2 separate regions of the Mus musculus genome follow, and region 2 is linked to region 1. Evidence: chromatin contacts called from public promoter capture Hi-C data. All regions are on one chromosome and are shown on one strand. The core of a region is the stretch at or near the end of the contact, and the rest is flanking DNA. Distances in the headings are between cores, read along the strand shown.

Region 1 (7,155 bases), core at 808-3,307:
TCCATGTTCCCAAGAGCCCCCTTGCCAGGCTTCTGCAGTCTGCCCTCTGTCTGCTCTACCGCCTGCCCATTTCTGCTGCTTCTGGTAGTTCTGCCATGCACTGCGCCCCCAGAATCCCTTATACCCCAACTTGTCGTCGTTTCCCTGGGCTGCGACAAATCGCCAATTAAGCAGCCCAGCTGCAGGATGGGAACAGCTGGGTAGGCACTGTGCAGCAGCAGGGACAGCTGTGCACAGCTGGTGGGGCACTCCCCCCTCCTCATCATGCCAGCTATCAGGTGGTACACAGCTGCCGCCAGATAACACCTCTGCTGGTCGCTGGGAGCTCGCCCTCCCCCCTCCCCCCAATTCTCTCTGTGGTTGAAACTCTGAGTTTCTGTTCTGCAGCCCCCTTTCCCATCAAAAACAAATAGATTTATCCCTCAAAGATCGAAGCTCAAAGTCTGCCTCACCTCCACCTTTGCCTGGTCAGTCTGGGCATGGCCTTGAAGCTAAGTCCAGGATAAGAGATACCGAAAGAGTGTGCTCCTGGGAGCTGTTTGACAGCCTGTCACCTGGAACTGTGCATACTGGACAGAGATGGTGTTGGCTTGCAATCTCTTGACTGTCAAAGGCAAAGCCCAGATGGGGGTCTTTTTGTACCCGTCTCTGGCTAATACCGCCCTTGCCTTTGGCAACAGGGCAGAGAAGAGCCCCACTCTCTGAGCCCTATGGCCAGGGCAGTCCTTGCCTCTAGTTGTTCCCAGGGTGCTCCCAGCTCTGGCTCCTGCCTTTGTTCTCCTTTTGCTGCTTTGGAGGGCTTCTAACCATGCTTTCCCTTTTCCTTTTCTCCAGAAAGAGAGTGCTGGTTTCTTCAGGCCAGGGTGTCTTGTCACAGCCCCCAGCCTGTGCGTCCCACCCTTGGCGCTCTGGCTCCTTTCATGGCTCTCCAGCAGGCATCTGTGGGCTCCTCGTGCATCCCTTCCTAGATGCCAGCCTTGTACCCATTTTAATTCCTTTATCGACCGTCAGGAGCAGGATGCTTTCCTCTGCCAGCCACCCTTGCCCAGCATATCCTCCCACATGTTACCAGGGGCCTCATTTTCCTCTCTGCAGAAGCAACTGTAGCCAGATTGCACCCCTGAGGTCAGGCCCCAGGAGGAGCAGAGCAGGGCCCGAGGTGGAGGAAGGGCTGCTGGGTGCTGAGAAGAGAAGGAGCGGGCTGCTTAGCTGGCTTCCTACCCCAGCCAGCTAAACCTGCGTGTTGCTGCTTCCTCCCCCCAGGCCCTGCTTCTCTAAAGAAGTCAGGAAAGCTGGACTTCTGCAGCGCCCTCTCCTCTCAGGGCAGTTCCCCACGCATGGCTTTCACCCACCACCCGCTGCCTGTGCTTGCTGGAGTCAGACCAGGTGAGAGATGGGGGCGGGGCTTAAGGGGACACTGCGGGAGGCAGCCACAGCAAGGGGCAGCTGGCCAGGAGCAACAGGGGGCCAGGGATCAATCTAAGTTATAGATCTGGGCTCCCCAAGTGGGTCGTGGCACAGCAGTGGGGTGGCATGGGATGGGCAGTGTAACTCTGAGAACCAGGCTGCCCACTCGGTTCCTAGAATCCCTCCCACATGCTAACTCTGGCTGTGTTAAGTCTGTGTTGGGTGCATGGTCTGCACATGCTCACTGGGAGCTGCATGCAGCCTCCCCCTCCCCCACCAGCAAGTAGTTGAGCCAAGTTGCTCTCCTGTGGATTAGAAAGAGTACTGCTCAGCAGTCCAGGTTCCTGGTGTCTGTCCTAGAGCAAACCGGCACCAAATCTGGGCCTCCCTGCTTTTCCCAGAAGTGAAGGGCTGGGCCAGAAGGACAAGGCTCACCATGAAAAGGACTGTCTTGCTGCTCTGAGGGCATCTTCAGGCCCTGAGAAGATGCTGGATCTTCCTGAGGGTGGGGCCAGGCAGGATACCCGGGAACCTGGCCCTCCTGCACGTGCTGCTTCCGCCTCAGCACCCATCTGGCAGCAAAGGCCTGGCTTTTGTTTGCACATGGCCCTGTATCTGCCATGCCTCTCTTCTCTTCTGTAGGACGCGACAGGGAGGTTTACCTCCCGGCTTCCTCCTTGGGGCCTCCTGGCTTAGAGCCCAGAGGCAGCCAGCACTGGGGCAGGGTGTGGTGGCCACAAGGTGGGGGCAGGGAGCCCAGGCCTTGTGCAGGCGGCAGGAGGGAGGCAGGCTCCACCCTGCTGCGCTCCATTTTTATGAACTCCAGAGAGAAGCCAAGTTTCCTCAGCCCCCTAATGAAACTGAGAGCAAGAGTGAGCTGATTGGAAACAGACAGGAAGGGGGAGAACTTGAGGAAGAGCTGAGGCCTGTACAGGGGTAGGAACTGTGAGTTCACAGCGGCAGGGCCAACACATGAGGGGGGCCTAAGCATCCACTTACACATTTGGAGTTGTGTGTGTGCCGGGTGCCGATCCTGCACAGGCAGGGTCTGCTTGTCCAGAGACCACGGGGCTGTGGTAATCTGGTGTCGGTCCTTTCAGGCAGGCTCACACCTAGGACGGGGCAAGTGAGGTGTTTGCCAAGGGTAAAAGAAGGAAAATGTCAAGGATACTAAAAAAACTCAACCGGCAATAAGTAACATATTAGTGTGTTGTTTCTAAACAGTAAAAACAGTTGCAAAGCATAGGGTGAGTCTAACACCTGAAATCCCAGCACACAGGAGGCTGAGGCAGGAGGATCAAGAATTGGAGGCCCTATGACTGTCTCAAAAACCAAACAAGAGCAAAACCTTATGAGAAGCAAGTAACATTGTAACAGTTTGCTGGGACTGAGGCGTGGTGGCAGAAAGCACACCCCAGTACTGCAAAGACAAAAGAAAATCAACCATCCGAAAACAAACAACAAGAAAGTGCCCAGCACGTGCCTGCGAGGGTCCAGAATTTAAGGTCATCAAGTTCAGCCCCGGCTACAAGATAGCAACAAACCAACCAGAAAAGCAACATCCTAACAATTTTAAATAGGCCAACCCAACCCTGCGCTGGTAGCTGGCTGTTCACCTGCCTCAGCTAACCCCCACGCCAGCTCCCGGCAAACAGTATTTATAAAAGCAAGCAGCTGGCCCTCAGGTACTAGCCTGCCAGTTTATTTTATTTTATTGCATTGATTTTTTTTTTAACTTAGATGACTGAGGCGTTTTGTGCCTGACACAGTGCTTCTGCCCCATCCTGCCTCTTCCTCAGGACCCTCAGCCCTTTTGCCAGCCGTTGTGTCTTGCTTTTCCACGTGGCTGTTCTCACACCCTTTCTCTCCCCTGCCTGTGTGCACACAGGGAGCCCCCGGGCCACGGCATCAGCGCTGCACTTCCCTTCCACGTCCATCATCCAGCAGTCGAGCCCGTATTTCACACACCCAACCATCCGCTACCACCACCACCATGGGCAGGACTCGCTGAAGGAGTTTGTGCAGTTTGTGTGCTCTGACGGCTCGGGTCAGGCCACCGGACAGGTGAGTCCAGAGGGCGCAGGAGGCCCTGTAGCCTCATCTCTTTGTCTGTGTGTCTGTCTCTCTGTCTGTCTGTCCATCTGTCCGTCTAAGGGCTCACAAGGATAGGGCCAAGAATCTGGAACATACATGGAGTTGAAGCAGCAGAGAGCCCATAGAATCTACCTTGTGGTCAGTTTTACTGGACTTGGGGCCAAGGTCTGAGGATTGTGCTAGGGCCTGTTGGTTAGGGTTGGAGAGTTGGGGCAGCTGTCCAACCCTCCCTTTGGGGCTTCTTGCCCTTCCTGTTGACCTGTGGTTCCCAGCAGGAATGAGCCTATAATTTGTCCAGTCTAGGCCTTGGACCACCACCTCTTCCTAAAATTTAGAGGGTCAAGAATTTGACAGATTCTGGACTGAATTTGACTGGCTCATCACTGTTGATGTTTGGACTGTAAATTCTTCCTAGTGTGAGGCTGCCCTGGACTCTGTGGGAGGCATCCTGGGCCCCCACCTGACAGATGCCAGGAGTGCCTCCTCCCCCCCCCCCCAGTTATGGCCATCAGAGCTGTCTCTGGCTTTCAGTAGGCCTCACGAGAAGGTAAAGATAGACTCCTATGTCAGGACTCTTAACAAAGGGCTTCCACACTGTCATGATGTAGAAAGTCCTTCTGATCCATAATTCTGTGCGACAGCGAGGCTCTGTGTGGATCCCTTCTCTGTTAGCCAGCTCCAGGGCCTGGTCCAAACTCAAGGTGTTCAGCAAAGGGATTATCCAGGAAGATCCTGGGCCAGAGATGCTGGCAGGACATGTTCAGTCTCTAGGGGTCACTTGAGATGAGACGTGATGGTTCAGACTTCTGTGGAGTTCTACAGTCCCGCAGCATGCAAACTCCCCAGCTCCTCTCTCAGCTGGTCCAGATGTCAGCAGGAAGATGCTCGAGGGGCTTGGGAAACAAGTTGGGAGAGGCATTCTGGAAGTCCACACCAGAGGCAGTCCGGGGGGGAGAGCAGTGGCCCTCTGTTGTCCAGCCAGGCTGCCTCGATGTGCTCCTGGAAGAATGGGTGTTTTCTGGTTCTGGGGTAGTTCTGGCTGGGCTAGGGTCTGCATCCTGGCTCTCTGTCCATTCTGGGACTGGCCCTGCCTCCTCTGGCTTGCTCCCCTGTCCCCACCCTTCTGCTGTCCTCTTCTTTCCCACAACAGTTTCTCTTGCTGACTCTACAGCTCAGCACATTGTCGGCCTTCCTGCCTCTCTGGATAAAAACTGCCCATCTTAGAGGGGTAGGGGGGTAGAACTGGCCCCTGGTTGACACTTCAGTGATAGAGCAGGCTCCGGAGGGATGCTGCCTAACTTGCAGAGGCAGCCAGGCTCAGAGTCCAGAGAAGTAGGACCTAGGACCTTTAGGTCAATGCAAAGAGCCTCTAACCACAGGACCTTGAAGAAAGAATGATTTTGGCTCCTGCCTCCTGAGGGCTGGGCTCTGAGCCTCTCCTGTGACCTGGCATGTATAACATGGAACACTTGACCTTGCTGAAGAGTTATTTTCTCAAGACAGGCACCTGCCTCATGAGACTGCAGACAGAGATGTAAGCAGACACCTTGCTGAATGTAACTAACATTGGGGAGTAGGGAATCCTGTCAGGACTTCCTCTGTGACCTGAAACTGAGAGAAAGCCTGCTGCGGGGATCATGGGACTTGTGAGGGGAGTCAAGAGATGCACTCGTGTTGGGGAAGAGGCTGGCTTGTGGGAGAATGGAGGCTGTGCTGTTCTTCCTGGCCATAGTAGCAGCAGCCGTCCTCAGACTTAGCCAGTGTGAAGAGTCACACAGAACCTAAGTGACTGGCCAGAACATCCACTTTAGGAACCACTGACCTAGAGCCTACAGGAGCACCTCCCTCACCACCTCAGGAAAGACAGGTTACCAACCAGCTTTTCAGGAAAATATCCATAGTGAGGAAATACAGACTATTACAGAAGGCTCTCAGGCACCCTGATAGTTCATCCCTCTGCCCAAGACTAGGGTGCTTGTTTTGAAGGTCATGTGGATACAGCATCTAAGGCGATGCCAAGGGCTGGAGGAAGGGTCCTGGGTGGTGGTGTTTCAGGGATGGTGAGAGCCCAGTGGGGTTAATGACTCAGGGAAGCAGAATGCTGTCATCTGTACGAGGCGAGTGATGTGCTGGGCCAGCTGTAGACTCCTTTTAGCCTCAACTCAGTTCCTAAGGTAACACAGAGTCAAAGACCTTGATATTTTAATGCTTTGACTTATATCTCACCTAGAGCTTCAATGTTCCAGGCCTGGTGAACATTACTTCTAGAAATACGTCGGAGGATTGTGATTAACCCTGTCAAGTGGGGCTGTCCTTTTAGACACTCTTGCAGGAGATGGACTCCAAGCTGTGTCCTAGATGCTTGGAGCCTGGAGAGAAGTCATGAGGCTGTGATCTGTGGGACTGTTCCATTTCCTGTCTGGGGGATGCATGGGATGAGAGCCAGATGGGCCATAGACACCAGGGGAGAGGCTGCTACTTGGCTCTCACTGATACCCCTGCAGAGCTGGGAAGCCTGCCCCTTGGTCCTGATGCTGTCTAGAACCAAAGAGTCACTCTCTAAGGTAGTGTACCTAGCACAAAAGACTCTAGTCCAGGTCACAGATAGGGGTGCTGGGCAGCCACTGATTGCTTTTGCCAGATGCTCCAAACTGTCATCCTCAGAGTGTGCAGGAATGGCAGAAGGAAGAGTGTGTCAGATCTAGCAGGTCATGAGGGGTAAAGGCTCGTAGCCAGAGGTCTGGGTCAGGTGTGACCCAAGTGGAGCAAGAGCTGGGCATGGCAGTGCATTTGGGAGGTGGAGGTGGGAGGATCAGATGATCAGTTATCCTCAGGAGTAAAGCACTTGCCATACAAGTTTAATGACCTAAGTTTCATCCCTGGAACCATGGGGATGGGGAGGGGATGAAGTACGGCAGAAAGGACAGTGTGGTCTCATAGCATAGCCCTGTGTCCTGGAATGGGCCGAGCGCTACACGAGTCTGCTGGCATGCTGGAGTCTGGGGTCAGCTGCTCCCATGACTCTGATGAAGGGCCAAGAGTCTCCAAGAATAGGACAGTGAGGCGCCAGTATGACTTAGAGACTCTGGCAGGTCCTCAGGTGTGTGTGTGTGTGTGTGTGTGTGTGTGTGTGTGTGTGTGTGTGTGTGTGTGTGTGTGTGTGTGTGATGCTTTCAGAGCAGACCTTAAGGGGTACAGGGAGCTTTGGGCAGGGCACTCTGAGGTGAGCAGGGCTGTCAGCCTGGGTTCTAGAAAGTCCAAGGAACTCAGCATGAGAAATGCCTGGCAGAAGAGACAGAGTGTGGGATAAGAGCCTTTCGTGATCATTGTGGAGAGTGTCTTACTTCTAAAACAGTGGAAAGAGAGCTGAGCTACTTTGCTTTGGGGGAAGAGGGCCCATTAGACTGCCAAAGGCTCTTGGATCAGACAGATGCGTCTCTGCCTCCAGGCATGGCCAGTGTAGCAGGTGACTTTGGATGAACTACTTCCCTGCCCAGAACCTCACTGGATTCAGCTGTAGAATGGGTAGACTAAAAGCTTGCTTCGCATCAGTTTCCTAGAGACAGTACTTTGCAGCTTTGCACAGAGGATGAGCTTGAATTTCCGTCCTACAAGCTATAGGACATGGATTTGTAGCAACCCACTTGATGCCGA
Region 2 (7,344 bases), core at 4,727-7,226, 270 kb before region 1:
AGTTGGGGGCTGCCGGGCGTGGTGGCACACGCCTTTAATCCCAGCACTCGGGAGGCAGAGGCAGGTGAATTTCTGAGTTCGAGGCCAGCCTGGTCCACAAAGTGAGTTCCAGGACAGCCAGGGCTACACAGAGAAACCCTGTCTTGAAAAAAAAAAAAAAAAAGTTGGGAGCTGGAGAGATGGCTCAACAAATAAGGGCCCCCTCGCTCCTCTCTTCCAGAGGATAGGGACTTGATTCCCAGCACCCATGTGGTGGCTCACAACTATCTATGACTACAATCCCAGGGGATCTGATGCCCTCTTCTGGCCTCCATGAGCACAAGATGCATATGTGGTGCACAGACATGCATGTAGCTGAAACACCCATACACAAGAAATTATTTAAAGAAAGAAAAAGAGTGAAAGGGGAAACCATGGGGACAGCAGAGATGGAAAGAGAGGCAGCAACCAAGCTGCAGAAGAGGGAGTGGAACCAGAGGGACCGGGCAGCGCCAAGAAGTTGGGAGGAGGGGTGTTTTAGAGAAGCGGTGGGGCTTACAAACCCAGGCAGGGGAGGGGTGAGTCTTGTAACAAAAGAGAGAAAGCTGCAGAGCCTTGCTGCTAGTGAAGTGTAGTGATGGGGCGGGCCGTTAAGGGGTGGAGCTACGTGCCCGTGCCTTACCTGCCTGCGCTGAGCCTCGAGCTGGGCACGCAGGGATCCTGCACGGCGCAGCTCCTCTTCCAGCTGCCGCGTGCGCTCCGCGTGGCCTGCATTTCGCTCCTCCAGCTGCCGCACCTGCCGCCGGAGCTCTTGGAGCTCGCCCAGGCGACGACGGCAGCTGTTCAGAGTGGCCTCCAGCTGCCTTGCACGTTCGGAGGACTGCCTAAGAAAGGGATAGGGAGTGGAAAACTCAGAGGCTGGCTGGGAAGTTGGGCTGGGCAGGGAAGGGTGTTCAACCTGAGGGATTCGGGTTCAAGCTGAAAGCATCAGTCAGGTCTGTAGTGCCGGTAGGGGTCATTAGGGAAACAGGTTATAATAGAAAGGTTCTCAGGAACGGCAGACAGGAAGAACTGTGAGATAGCAGAGTGATAAGGACACTTTGGGGTCGTGGGGGAACTGTAAGGAGTCTTCAGAATCGGGGTGGGATGGTTCACCAGGTGCATTAACATTCTAAGAGTGTTTAGGGTTACAGGAGAGGTCTTTCAGGATACAGAAGGCACAGTAGATTCACAGGGGGCTACAATGATATAGTCTTAGAGGGCATCCTTGAATCCAGAGGCATGATGGGATCCAAATGGTGCACTGGGGTCTGGAGAGTGTTAGGAGGGGTTGTATTTGTCAAGGGTGCTGTAAGGTATTGACTGATGGCAATGTAAAACCAAGGGGGCTCCACGGATCCAGGGAGTCTCTCAGGAGACATAAGTTCAGGACAGTGCAGTGGGCCTAAGTGGCATGGTGTGGCTCAGGGTGTCATGTGGAAGCCTGCGACATATTGTGTATAGGTCCACTTAGCATCTGGGAGTTGAATGTGCCATAGCACTAAGGGGGCATTTTGTGTCAATGCTGCAGATATATGATGGGCACTCGGGACCTGCCACCTACCGCAGCTCATCCATCTCATCCTTTAGTGCTTGTGCCTCCTGGGATAGGCTGGTCAGTGCCTGGTTCCGTTGTTGCAGCTCAGCGACCTCGCGCTCTAGTTCCAGGCAGCGAAGCCGATCATCTTCCCGGCTACTCTCCAGCCTGGGGTATCAAGGGGAAGATAAAGGAGGATGCCCTTTGGCCCCAGTGCCCTGGCCCCACCCATCCCCACCCCCACCTCCCAACTGACCACACCTGAAATTCTCCTCTTGAAGCTGTTCTAGCTGTGACTGCAGAAGCAATAGCTTCTTAGCTGTGAGGCCCGGGGCACTCTCCACTTCCGACCGGCCCACCCTCTCTCGAAGGGCAGCGTTCTCTTGTGCCAGATTCTGCTTCTCCTCTGAAAGGAGCAAGAGCTGTGGGCAGGGGAGATAGGTGAACTGAAGCACAAACCAGGTCTTACACAGATAGGATTTACGCAAGCGGCCCCACCCACCTGGCGCTCCAGATCCAGGTAATGTTGCTGAAGATGATCACCCTCCTCCACCTCCTCACTCAGGAAATAGTACCTGCGGGACTGAGAAGGGTAAAGGGGGGAATAGAAGATGAAGGACTTGGGGATCCAGTCAGAAGGGAGTGGGAAAGTTGTGATGTCTAGGGATGCTGGGGAGGGGTTAGGGAGCCCCAGGATTTAAGACTGGGCTGGGGTCCTAAGAATATGGAAGAAGAATAATTTTCTAACCATTGGGATGTGGCAAGGGAAGAGGCTAAGACACCAAGAGACTGGGAGGGTTGATTAAAAGCTCAAGGATAACAAGCCCCCTTATCAGGTGTTCAGCTGTAATCTCAGCTACAAGCCAGGCAGTCCCAGGAGAATCAAAAGTTCACCCCTGCTGTCTGGACTACCTAAGGACAAGCCTTTCCGCCTCAGCAGCCCAGAGAACCAGTGGTGGGGTTGAATCTTTTACCAAGTTTTGTGATCATTACCTGTGTATCAAAATTCCCGTAATTCTCTGGTGACAGGGAATCAGGAGTGTCTTTGGTCATGAGCTGTGGAAGGGGGCATTATGGTAAGCTAGGCTCTCTGATACAACCTTCAAGGTTTCTACAATTCAGCCTAGGAAACTCTTCCCTCCTCTTCCTCTTCCCCAAGGCTAGTTTTTGCCAGATAACTCCTGCCCAGAGGCTCCTTCCAGTGTAGAAAAAGACCACAACTTTTGAGGCTGCTGGATTCTGACTGAGAGCTGACATATATAAGACCTGGCCTGCTGACTTCCAGGCCGAGGCCTAACCTTACCATGCAAAGCCAGGTCTGTGCTCACTTGCTTCTACCCTAGAAATAAATGTCCCCTCCCCCGACCCTTCTGGATTTCTATAGGGGATGCCTGCACCCACCTCCTGGATGGCTTCCATCACTACATGTTGAACAGACTCCTCCAGGGTCATAATTCTTTGGATATACTCTGGGGATGAAGGTGAAGGCGAGAGGCTGAGACCAGGGATGGCTTGGAGAGGAAAGAACATTTCCTCAGGGTATCCTCTGGGTGCTCTCAGTTTCCTCCCCTCTACCCCTCTTCATACCCTGTTTTTTCTCACAACTGATAGCACAGCCCAGTACCAACTGAAGCAGTTTGCCAAGTTCTGCAGGATTTGAGAACTCGCCAATGAGGCTCACATCTGGGAGATGCTGATCTGACACAGGGTGCCCCAGAACCTGAGAACACCGAGAGAGGGAGCTTTCAGGGCTCACAGACTGAACCCTGACTCCCAACCCAGCCCCTAAATTCCTTTGCAGTTACTCACATTCTTCGAGTATTCCACCAAGCTCTGTAAGATCTTCTCCAGTTTCCTGACCTGGTGACGCCAAGGAGTTATCTATGCATGCAAGTCTACAGCAACTCCCCCCCCCCAACCTATCCTCACTTCCTCCCCGTCCCTCAATTTTCATTCCCTGATTATCCCACCTTGTTGTCTGGCCCTGTTCTAAATATCCTTCTCCTCTAGAGCTAAACTGCATGGTCTATAGTGTCTACCTGACCTTCTTAATTCACAAGTTCCAGAATGCAATGGCTTTCACTCTCTGGCCCAACTGCTACTATCTCTCACTTGGATGACTGTACCCACTGTTTCTCATCTCCCACCTTTGTTGGATGGGGTAGAAGTTCTGCTGATCAAATCCAGGGTCTTAGGTATGGTAGACAAGGACTTTTCCACTGAGCCACTCCCTGGCGCCTTACTATTCTCCTATTCTGCGTCCAGCCCTTAAGTGCTGGAGTCTGGACCAGCTGTGGTCTGCTGAGCCCCATTCCCAACCTTTCATTTCCTACTCTTGCTACCTGTGCTGCATCTCTTCCCAGGTAGCCAAGGGCAGCTTCGAAACGGCTTAGCCAGGCTGTGTTTTTCCTTTGCTAAGACCATTCCACAGTACTTAAAATAGAGTCCCTGCTAGGAATGGTGGCACCTGCCTTTAATCCCAGCACCTGGGAGACAGAGGCAGGTAGATTTCTGAATTTGAGGCCAAACCTGGTCTACACAGCAAGATCTAAAACAGCCAGGACTACACAAAAAAACTCTGTTTCAAAACAAAACAAAAACAAAACAACCCCCCCCAAAAAAAAAACAAAATAAGCACCTACCCACCTCCCATCGCTATCATGACCCTCCTTTTACTGTCTTCATAGGTTTATATGAATTTGTTTTCTTGTTTTTTTAAGATTTATTTTATCTTTTAACCATGTGTGTATGTGTGTATGTGTGTGTGTGTGTGTGTGAGAGAGAGTGTGTGTGTGAAAGTATGTGTGTATGTGTGTGTGAGAGAGAGACAGACAGAGAAAGAAAGAGAATATGAGGATGCCTGCAGAGGCTACAAGTGTCACATCCCCTAGAGCAGTTGCAGGTGGTTGAGAGCTGTTTGATGTCTGTGCGTCCTCTCTGGAGAAGCAGTAAGTTCCTCTGGAAGAACAGTATCCATTTTTAACCACCAAGCCATTCTTCCAGCCCAGTTTTGTTTCTTGAAGCAGTGTGTCATGTGGCTCAGAATGAGTTCTAACTTACTGTGTAGCCACCCAAGATAACCTTGATGTCCTGATCCTCTGGCTTGCTAAGTACTGGGACTCCATGTGTGCCACATGGTCTGGCTACCCCTGCCCATCCCCCCTCCCACCCCCCACCCAGCATACCCTGCTACTTGGGATTGAACTCAGGACCTTGTGTAGGGTGAGCAAATTCTCTTTTGCCAACTATATCCCTGGCCTTTTAAAGGTTTTGAGACGGGATGATGGATGGTTTACCACCCTCCTGTATTAACACACCACCATAGCTGGGATTACAAGCATTTGCCAGCACACCTCTTGGAAGTTAACATGTGTTGTGTGTGTGCTTTTGCCCACATCATAAGAATGGTGGCAAGTTTTTTTGTCCTATTGTGGGTGCTCAATATAAACAAAAATAGCTTGCTGATCACCAGACATCTGGCTCTCTTCCTGACAAGACTGCCTGTCCATCGCACAGGACATGTATCTAGCTTTCCCTTTGCCTTCACCTCCTTAAGTCCTCTAGTTATTCCCTAGTCATGAGTCCACCTGTCACCTTCAACCTCCAGCTGGGGCTTGAGTCCTCTGAGATGCCCTGGAGCCATTCGTTGTTGAACCAGGAAGGGTCTCTAGGGGCAGAAAGATGGGATGAGCAGGCTGGGGAGCCCTTCAGGATCCTCCCACTCAGCCGCCACACTCACATCTGATTCAGCACATGGGCTATGGCGAGTCCGCTGCTCAGGTCCTGGGGACTGGCACAGGGGGGTGAAACTTGGAACGTCTGCAACTAAAGGGGGAAGACGGAAGGGCAACAGGAAAATTGAGGACCTGGAATTGCAGACTTTTTCCCCAGCCATCAGACATTTCACGGGGTTAGAAAGGCATTAGCCTGTAGCACCAACATATCACATCTTCGGGGGCGTGACTTCTACACGCCTAGGCAAGGACGGGGCGTGGCTTCATTTTACCTATCCTGGCAAACCCTGCAAACCTAGGTCAGGGCGTTACCACCAGTCACCTGGTCCCCACTGCTAACATGTGACCAGGCCTGTGCCCTCCAGAGGGGCGTGGCCTCACCTGGTCTTTTCGCTCAGGCCTGCCCACGTGACAGACGCAGGTGGTCAGGTCAGAGTCCAACGGCCCAGCAAGCCTACGATCTATTCCTCCTTCCAGGTCCAAAACCGAGGAAAGAAGACCAAGACAGGACGAGAGGAGAGGGCGCACACCTGACCCAGCCCCGCCCCCCGACCTACCCAGGTGAGCAGAGACCCGCATAGCTCGGCCTTGTCCACACTCATGGCTCCGGATCGAATTCGATCCGGGCCAAGGAGCCCCGGCACGCAGCAGCAGCCTCCGGGTCCGCCACCAGCGAGCGCCCGAAGCCCAGACCTCCCGCTCGGCCTAGAGCGCCGCCCCGCTCCACCCCGCCCCCTAGCCATAGGCTCCGCCCCAGACACGTGATCTCCCATTGCAAACACTTGCCTCGCCATCTTAGATGCGGGACATAGGCAAGTGCACATTCTGCCGCTAGGTGTCAGTCTGGCTCAGTCCTGCTGCTGGTGACCTCCACTCCTCGCGGCTTCTCTTTATGTAGTGGAGTGGTCCTCAAGATCCTTTTAAGGCGGATCTACCGCACCCAGTTTCACAGGCACTTTAATGGTTCCCCCCCAAAGCTGAAAGAAATCCTCCGGTTTAGCCGCGTTATGATCTGAGCCTTTCTTAATGTGGGCGCAGAGAATAATTATAAATCCTGTAGTCGTGGAGTGAGAGGATCTTAAAAGCGTCTTCCCCAGAGAAGTGATTCTGGCTGGAGTCCTTCTGAAAACTCGGGTATGGTTGGGAGCAGGAAGGGTCAAGTATGTCCTGAGTAAAGGACATAGCACTTGCCCAGCCCGGGGTCTCTTTCCTGCGAGCTACTCTGCTCCTTCCCGGCCCCGGGTGCTTTGAGCACCTTCCTGCCCTAAAAAACACTCGACCTGGCCAAAGCTGCGGGTGATCTGAAGCCCACCAGGGGGCGCGCAGAACGTAGGAACGCATCCTTCTGGGAAAAGGGTGCGTCCACCGGTTGAGCCGGTTTAGGGGAGCGCAGAGAGCTTAGAATTTTTTGACAATAAAGTCTCAAGACATCATTTGTGGAGTGCTTACTGTTTTCAGACTTTACAATAAGCTATATATCTACAGACAATTGAATGTTTTCCACGACCCTAGGAGACAAGGGCTACTTTAATTCCCAGGTTTTGTTTCTTAATTTTAGAAACTGTATTATTTAATTTTTTTATTTAATTTTTTTTTAATCCGCCGCTTTGCAAATGAGTAAACAGCGGCTACAAAGTACACGGGCTTTGACGCCAGGGGTAAAGCCCAGACCACGCCCTTTGACCCCTGGGTCCACTAGTAGCCCCTCCCCTCTCTGGCGGGTGGGGTAATGTGCTGTAATTAGAGGCTATTAAATGTGCCCAGAGGGAGGAGTGGAGCCGGCTCTGCTTTGGGGCGGGTTCAGTTCGGAGGGGGATAATGTTCTGCTTCCATCCAGGCAATGAGCCGGGATCCAGTCCAGCGACCCTGTCCTGGTTGGGTGAGCCCAGCGACATCAGCCACCCGCCCTCTATCTTACTAGAGTTGTTAATCTACTACAGACACTCGGTTGCAACCCACTCAAACTCTCAGCTGCACACACCAGAGAGCCTTGGAGGCTGATTCACACTTCCACAGACCCTCACGCCTTGTTTTCCTGATTCCAGTCCCTGAGAC

Evidence for each region. Promoter capture Hi-C pulls out the DNA fragments that hold promoters and counts their contacts.
Region 2: a promoter capture Hi-C map of hematopoietic stem and progenitor cells shows a contact between it and region 1. The contact joins the promoter of Hook2 here to the promoter of G430095P16Rik in region 1. A contact is called at or near these places in 9 of 39 promoter capture datasets (the SN4741 cell line, cranial neural crest, embryonic stem cells and 5 more), 1 of 484 Hi-C or Micro-C datasets (the G1E-ER4 cell line), 4 of 115 datasets of contacts at active chromatin or transcription factors (bone marrow-derived macrophages, memory CD8 T cells, microglia and 1 more) and 3 of 9 other capture datasets (adipose tissue, liver and pancreatic islet).

The regions. Positions count from the first base shown.
Region 1 is chr8:84,717,959-84,725,113 of GRCm38.p6, reverse strand. G430095P16Rik (RIKEN cDNA G430095P16 gene) reads right to left here and starts at 2,057. Exons shown (of 2, transcript NR_169084.1): 1 at 1,843-2,057. It overlaps Nfix (nuclear factor I/X), which reads left to right. Exons shown (of 11, transcript NM_001371053.1): 7 at 1,264-1,386; 8 at 3,296-3,471.
Region 2 is chr8:84,989,255-84,996,598 of GRCm38.p6, reverse strand. Hook2 (hook microtubule tethering protein 2) reads right to left here and starts at 5,976. Exons shown (of 21, transcript NM_001372357.1): 1 at 5,847-5,976; 2 at 5,295-5,380; 3 at 5,150-5,222; 4 at 3,365-3,415; 5 at 3,143-3,275; 6 at 2,957-3,024; 7 at 2,549-2,611; 8 at 2,058-2,138; 9 at 1,817-1,977; 10 at 1,583-1,723; 11 at 662-863. The coding sequence starts at 5,891.